2 separate regions of the Mus musculus genome follow, and region 1 is linked to region 2. Evidence: chromatin contacts called from public Hi-C data. All regions are on one chromosome and are shown on one strand. Each heading gives the region's core, a stretch centred on a gene start, on an enhancer-like site or on the middle of the called end of the contact. The rest is flanking DNA. Distances are from core to core; before and after follow the strand shown.

The links. A called contact is a pair of places that touch in the nucleus more often than the background predicts.
Region 1: a Hi-C map of uterus shows a contact between it and region 2, with 2.0 times the contacts expected there. The contact joins two enhancer-like sites. A contact is called at or near these places in 1 of 15 datasets of contacts at CTCF or cohesin (the NIH/3T3 cell line), 13 of 484 Hi-C or Micro-C datasets (the 3T3-L1 cell line, the HL-1 cell line, the HPC-7 cell line and 5 more), 2 of 115 datasets of contacts at active chromatin or transcription factors (the HPC-7 cell line and embryonic stem cells) and 2 of 9 other capture datasets (adipose tissue and embryonic stem cells).

Annotation. Positions count from the first base shown.
Region 1 is chr6:88,425,415-88,429,397 of GRCm38.p6, forward strand. The region is part of intron 1 of Eefsec (eukaryotic elongation factor, selenocysteine-tRNA-specific); the gene reads right to left. Among named protein-coding and RNA genes, the nearest start is that of Eefsec, 19 kb to the right of the region's middle. Within about 2 kb of position 1,962, at least 4 of the 459 cell types and tissues checked have an H3K27ac peak or open chromatin away from gene starts, as enhancers often do. A contact at or near this core is called in uterus, where this site is marked.
Region 2 is chr6:88,341,864-88,345,465 of GRCm38.p6, forward strand. All of the region lies in intron 4 of Eefsec (eukaryotic elongation factor, selenocysteine-tRNA-specific), which reads right to left. Among named protein-coding and RNA genes, the nearest start is that of Eefsec, 100 kb to the right of the region's middle. Within about 2 kb of position 1,803, at least 106 of the 459 cell types and tissues checked have an H3K27ac peak or open chromatin away from gene starts, as enhancers often do. A contact at or near this core is called in uterus, where this site is marked.

The DNA of each region.
Region 1 (3,983 bases), core at 712-3,211, 84 kb after region 2:
CACAGAACATATTTTGTCCACCTTGGGAGGAGACACAGCTTCAGTACAATCTGCATCATTCCAGAAACTAAAACAGTATTGGACTTTTATTTCAAAAGGACACTTAAAAATTAAAGCTGTGACTCCCACCCTATCTAGCATGTAAAAACAAGCATCTTACTTGCCTGTGTTCCAGCAAAAACGCCTAGAAATGTATGTAAAATCCTAGCTTCCCTGCTCAGCTGCACACCACAATAATCACACAACCAAATATCCAAAGCGTGTACGACAGAACTACCAGGATACAATAACACGTACAGTACCAAGAGGGACTGGTGAATGATAATGCCGTTACAAGCAGAGAGGAGTCATGGGTCTGCTGTACAACAGCAAGGTTTTGACAGCCCAAGGAAAAAAGTCCATCTGAATTCTGTTAGAACTATAGAGATTCGACATGAATTTCTGAACCAAGGATCTACACATGCCATTTTGTCCTTGGATTTTACCTTCTACCCATTCTTTGTTTCCACAAAGAAATTTCATTTAGAAACTTCACCATATACCAAGTTTGGAGCTAAACACATAGCAGGAAATTTGGCTGTCGTCTAGGAATTCCAGGCTGGTGTGGATTGCTAGGGAGGTAAAACTGCAGTTCTCAGCACCAGGGTCCAGGCTACTCATCCCAAAAACTTCCAGTTTCACTTTGTGCGATGGGAGTCTTTTCAGGAAAAGTGTCATTCATTGTGGGGAAATAAAATGACTTGTATATTTTAAATCTCCTCCAAAAAGACAAATGCTTTGAGATGATTTAAAAAGCCATGCCTCCAAAATGATAAAACCTTCGTGGGGAAGACCGGCCCATGAGTCTGGACTCCAGGACTTCGTTGGAGCAGCGTCAGTGGCTGCACTGCATTTTGCTCAGTTTCTCCTGTATGAGTGTGTACACACTAGCTCGCAGTCTGTGCTGCCCTTTCACACTTTAGCTCTCCATGAAACCTAAATGTATATATATATCTGTCTTGTAAGACAAATTGACAAAAAAATATGCCTTTCTAATTGTAAAGACACTTTAAACCCACTGACTTTCTGCCCTGTTTAAGCAAGTGGCAGATTGCAAGAGTGAAGCGCGTGGGAGGTTCTCCAGAAGCTGATGAACTGATAGGAGCTCCTGCCATCCCTAAACCGTTCCTTACCATCCTCATTGTCAAAAACCTTCACAGACATGCAAATGTGGGCAACTGAAAGTCATCAAGACCTTTAAAACCCCCATAAAGATTTGATGCTTTGTGATAGTTAAAAGCTTTAAAATTCATCTTTTATATTTGGTGCATCTGGACATGAGTACGTCCCCCAAATCAACAGCAACCTGGAGGAGGGGACATTCCCTAATTGAAGCAGTGTTTTAGAAAAATATCCCAAAGCTTTATGAAACCCTCACCCTCACCAGACTTACAGACACTGGCCTACTTTAGGCTCTTATATATTAAGCTATTAAGGGCTTCTAAAAACCTGGTTTTAAAATAGCAAATCAAGAGAAAAATAGATTTCCAAAATTTGTTCATATAAATTCATTTATAAGTCTGTCTATAAGAATGACCCATGGTTCAGTGCACTCATTTATACTACAGGAAAAAACTTACAGGGTTTTGGAGAAAGACTTCCATGCTTATAGCTGGCGATGGGCAGTCCCAGGAGGCTGGAAAGTCTTATCATAGTAATGAAAAGAGCAGCAGGGGCTGCAATTATGTTTACTCCCCGAATACTGTATACTAGATATATGTCTTCTCATCCTCAAAATGGTTCTTTGATTTTGAAGACGGAAGTTGAAGTCCAAAGAAGTTAGTAATCGACTTCAGATCATACAACAAACACTGAAACCAGGACTCAAATTCCATTTCCCTGGCTCTTGGCCTCAAGCCTGTCAACTCCACCAGCTGCCTTTATGTTTCTCTGTGCTGTTCTGTGGAATCTCTTCCTTGGTGTCAGATGTTTTTTAAGAAAGACTCTGTTCCTTGCATCACACATTTCCATGACCAGAGCCTATAGGCTTCCAAACAACACAGGTCATGGATCCCTGCAGATTGGCCTCTCCAGAGACCAAGCACTGCTTTTCACACACCAACAGTCCATGTGTCTCTCCGTCCTTCTGTTACCTCACCTTTCACCACCACGGCCTTCCTCTAAACTCCACCACACTGGTGAAGTATGTTAATTTAGTCTCAGACAGAGACAAGCCTGTGTATATTATACATGGCATCAAACGCTGCTTATCTAGTATGCCTCCCACCAAAGGACAAGGAGAGTTTCTGACAAGATTTATTTTTATATGTATACTCTGATAGGATTTTAAAACCAAATTATACCTGTCATAAATTTACTGATTCAGATAAGCTCTATGTACAGCTTCACTTGTGGGATTCTACACACACACACACACACACACACACACACACACACACACACGTAATTATTCTCCCATTTTGAAGACAAGAAAACTGAGGTTGAGAGCTTAACTCTGTTAAGTAAGCACAGCAAGAGCAGAGCAAGGAAGGGCACAGACCTGGGTCAGTGCCAAGGCTAAACTGTGTGTCCCACCAGGAGCTCCCAACTGATACAGTTTCCCTCCCTCCTGAAAGACCTGGCAAGCTTCCCTCTGCAGAAGGCGTTTCTCCAAACAGGACCATGTCTTTTCCTTCGGGCTTTCCAGAGCCTGCATGTGTTGGGCTGGCAGAGCTCATATACCTGGGACTCATTAAATGGCAAGCAACTTTGAATTTGATCAATTCTTCCAGAGAGCCTCCACCTGGCCCAGAAGCCCAGGCCTACTTTACCCAGAGGTAAAGCCCATCCACATCCAGCCTCCCCCAAAGCTCAGCGACCCTGACATCATCCTGTAACCATGCACTGTCCTGGCTACTCCACAAGGAACTGTACAACCACACTCCAAAAGCAACATGCAGCACTTTGCACAAGCCAAGGCAGAACAGGGCAAGCACCTGGTATGGCCCTTGAAAGCCACGATATATGCTGGAAAGGAGATACAAGACCACACAAAACACCCCAGCATCAGGGAATCTCCAAACTATGACACTGAGTTCCCTGGGACTAGCTTAGACAAAAGCAGGGTCTCTATAGGGCAGCAGGAAAAGAGGGAGGAAAGGGTAAGCAGGGGAGATGCAGGAGATGAGAGAGAGAGGAAAAGGAGAGGAGAAAAAGAGTGGATGCCAACCTCAGATGGGAAAAAGCAGATGTGTTCTCCATCCTGTTCCATCACCAGGGAAAGCAGGGAAGTATTCCCCCTTCCTCTTCCTCACCTTAAAAAATAAGAATTTCATTTCCTAGGGCTGGAGTAATGGCTCAGCGGTTAAGAGCACCGACTGCTCTTCCAAAGGTCCTGAGTTCAATTCCCAGCAACCACATGGTGGCTCACAACCATCCGTAACAATATCTGACTCCATCTCCTGGAGTGTCTGAAGACAGCTACAGTGTAACTGATATATAATAAATAAATAAATCTTAAAATAAAATTTAAAAAAAAAAGAATTTCATTTCCTTCTCTGAAACATCATTCTTGCATAAATTAAATGTTATTTCCTGGTGCCAGCAGTGCTGAGGGAAAGAATGCCTGACCATCCCAAGGACCCTAAAAGGCAGCTATATCCTGATGCTAAACCCTGCAGGCCTCCAACCCCCAGGCACAGGGCCTGAGAGGTCGGCATCCATTTACTGGTATCCCAGTTGCTACTGCAACTCTCACATACACTCAGGGTATGTCCCCTCATCTGGTAAAGAAAGCAAGATTAGGGAAGGCTCATTTATGTGATCACAGGATGGCTTGCCCAACATTCCCACTTAAGGTCTTTGGGCTTCATGTGCATAATTTGATATAATTCACTGTCTATACACCTCTTAGCTCCCTATGAAGATCTAGAAGCAGACCTGTCTTCCCTACCCTCCTAACAGAATGCAATGCTTAAGGCACAACATGCAAAGCTTATGGAGTG
Region 2 (3,602 bases), core at 553-3,052:
TGCAGAGCCCAAAGCTAAGAACTGCCAAGAATTGCTATAGGGCAGGGTTCTCTTAGGATCCACAAAGCAGCTGGGAAGACCAAGAGTGCTTCAAACCATGTAACACTCACTTACAGGAGCTACAGAGGCTGGGTGGAAGGTACATACACACTGGAGCAAGATCTACACATAAAATATGTGATTTGACTTCTTATAGCCATGATTTCTCTCTCCTTGCCTATTAAAGAACAGGAAGTGCCTGGTTTTGGTGTCTGAGGAAGAGCAAGTAGGCTTTGGTAAACAAGTAGGCTTTGGTATCACTGTCATAGCAGAAGCCAAGAGTACTAAAGTGCTGCATCTATACAGAGAAGACAGGAGCCCCTGAGAAAAGGACAGAACCATCTATATATGCACAGGAGGTCACAGACCGCAGATCTGGTGCACTAAACAACAGACCATGTGTGTTTCTTGAGAAGGGCACACAGATACAGAACCAAAGGCTGGGAGCTGAAAGGGAAAACAGCTGGAGGGGAAGTGAGGAGTGATGCTCATGACCAGAGCAAGGCTGCCACTTGGAGAGCAGGTCCAGCACAGGGGGGCCCAGATCTGGGCTACCTTGCAGTAAGCCTCAGCTGTGCTAAGCTCCAAGTGGGTCAGACTCGCCTGTAGATAGCACACAAAAGCACTGGGTGGCCACAGGCCCACCAGAACAGGGAGGCCCCACCAGAAGCTTCCCCAGCATAGAATGGCTTTGCAGGGCCTAGGCTGGGTGAGGGCACAAAAGGGAGGTAATGGAGACATGGGAGAATGGAACAAAAGTTCTTCTTTCTCTGACTCTTTATGTTTTTTTCTTTCATAAAAGCCCCACGAGAAACAGATGACTGCTGGCTCGTTGTAAAGAGTTAAACACCAATTACACAGACTAAGACATGAAAGCTCTTTGAGCTCCCTAAATTCCACTGCCTGTCACTCCCCCAAGATAGCCACTGCTCGCACTGTGCTGTCTCCTTCCAGACCTCTTCTGACGCATTTGTACAAACTTGAGTGCATATGTAAATGGAGCCAAGTTCCATGGCGTTCTGAAACCTGCTTCTGCACCTGGCTTTGCATCTACTCCAGCTATTTAGATAAGTCTCTGTCTCCGTCTATCACTTGACGCCAGCAGTGGGCTTTGCACACAGGTTGACCATTACTCTCACGTCATTGCTACCTGATCTGTACAGGCTTTGCCTCCACACTTATGACCAGAGACTGATATGGGCTACACTTGCTGTGCTGGGAACTAGCAGGTGGAGGAGTTGGGGACTGGGAGGAGCAGGGGAGTGTGGGCAGACAATGGTGAACACTGTATATGCAGCCCTGGGCAAATCTGGCTTCCCTTCTGAAGTGCAGCTGCCTGTCCACTATTCATCCCTAACAACACTTTAAGAATAGCCCAGTAATGGATGGCCATCCTTTCCCAGGAGGGTTGTTGGCTGAAATTACCTGCTGTAGACCTATGGCTGTTCACAATGGTTTTCCCAATCCCAGACAAGCAGACTCCCAGAATGTTGGAGGGATTTTGAATCGTCACAAATGGGCTGGGAGGAATAGTGCTGCTGACACCCAGTGGGTAGAATCCAATGCCACTGTTAAATCTTCTATTTCTTATGGCTTAGGACAGAAATGGCCACATGCTGAAGTAAAAGGGCCTGCTTTTGGCTCAGCACCTGAAGGGTTAAGCAGCCTTGCTGCCCAGGCTGCCTGCCTGCCTGCCTGCAAGGACTGCATTAAGCAGGCCAGGAGATGGGCCTTGTTGCCTGCCCGCCAGCCGTATGGTTTGCATTAGCAGTGCTCTGCTTGGCAATGTTCCCTCTGGCAGCCTGCCTTCCCTCCCTGCCCCTCCACTCTCCGCCCCAGCTCAAAAGAAAATACCAGGATCCACATATAAAACCAGCGCACTCCCCTCCTGTCTCTTACCCCAGTCTTGAATCAAACAAGCTTTTAAACTCCTGACCTTCCGCCCAGGCACCCCAGTTTGTTTCACAGCGGCAGCAGTAGAGGAGGAGGCAGGAGGCTGGGAAGTAGGGGGCTGCCCTCTCTGTTACCTGGCCCTAGCAGGAAAGGGTTGCCTCTCTCAGGGGTCCCCAGAGGCACCCCCTCATCTTTCAGAATAGGGACAGCTCCTGAGGCAAGAGGCTGAGATATCAGAAGCAGCCCTAGCGGGTCCTCTATGGCTATGTTTTTAAAAAACTTTCCCAATCATCTCATACTAGAAGCCTAAGTACAAGGCTTGGATGTACTGACAGATAGAAAACTATCCCAAATGTTGAGCTGCAAACTTGTTTGTTAGCTTGCATCCTATCAAGCATGTGTGTGTGTGTGTGTTGGGGGAGGTTCCTTACATCTCTACTTTGTTGAAACCTAAGCCACAGCCCTGGCTACAAGCCCTGCTTATTTCCAGACCTTCAGGGATCTCATTCTTAGCAAGTGTACTGTTACTCAGCAGTAACTCAGACTAGAGGTCTGGGGTCATCCATCTCATGTCTTTCCCACACCATTTCTAAGTTCTAACCTTCACCAAGTCCTGGTAAGACTACCTCCTCAATACTTTTAAGGATCACTGTACTGCTATGCCATGGTCCACAGTACCTTGAGCTCCTCTCACCACGCGACCCTGGCATTAGCCTGGAAGCCTGTAAACCTGGCCTCAGCAGCTCAGCCTCTTCTCAGAAGTCTTTGCTCCCTCAGACTTGAGATGCCGGCTTTACCTTGTAGGCATCTGTGTATATGTCCCAGGGGGTGAAGCAGTAGATGGCAAGATCAGCAGCAGCACAGGCCAGGTAGGTCCTCAGCACTATGTCCACATTTGAGCTCTTCACAAAAGCTACCCTGAATAGCCAACCCAGGAAGAGGCTATATCATGGCTGTGTGCTAACAGTTCAGTGACCCACAAGGCAGACCCAGACTCCTGAATGGCCCTTGCCCAGAGTCAGCTCATTTAAATATTCTGAAGAAAAAAACAAAACAAAAACAAAAATACCCAAACTCCGAATGGACAGAATTTAGTTTTTAAAATAATATGTTATAATGGAGTATTTTACCAAAATTTCAAACAAAAGCAGGCAAGTGTCTCTATTTTAATAAGGCGTCTCACTTGCCTGCTCCCTGTAATTATTACAAGTTAAAGCCTGTGAACAATTACAGCAATGTTTACAGTGCTTTTACTGTTGTTTTATTTTATTTTTAAAGAAAGAATGTAAGTATTCAGTTTACGTGGTGCATTGGCTTTACAGATACTCAGGAAATACTCAACTTTCCTTTCAGGAGAAAAACAAAACCAAGGTTCCAGCTAAGGCCCAGAGTGAAACCAGGCAGGGTAGGGCTGAGCCTGGGCTATAGGTGTAGTTGGTGAGCTGCACTGGAGAGGGTCAGTAGCTTTCCTGTCCCTAGCCAGCAGGCTGGTTACCCAAGGTGAAGTAAGGAGGTGCTGGCATAGTACTTCCTGGGTCATGGAAGTACTGGCTGGGCCCCAGTCTCTTCCCAGGGATCACTGAGTAGTTGGGTCCCATGAATTGTGGAAGACTTCTAGCCTATTCTCAAAGGCAGCTAGCTCTCTTGCCCATTATCACTTCAATAAGGCA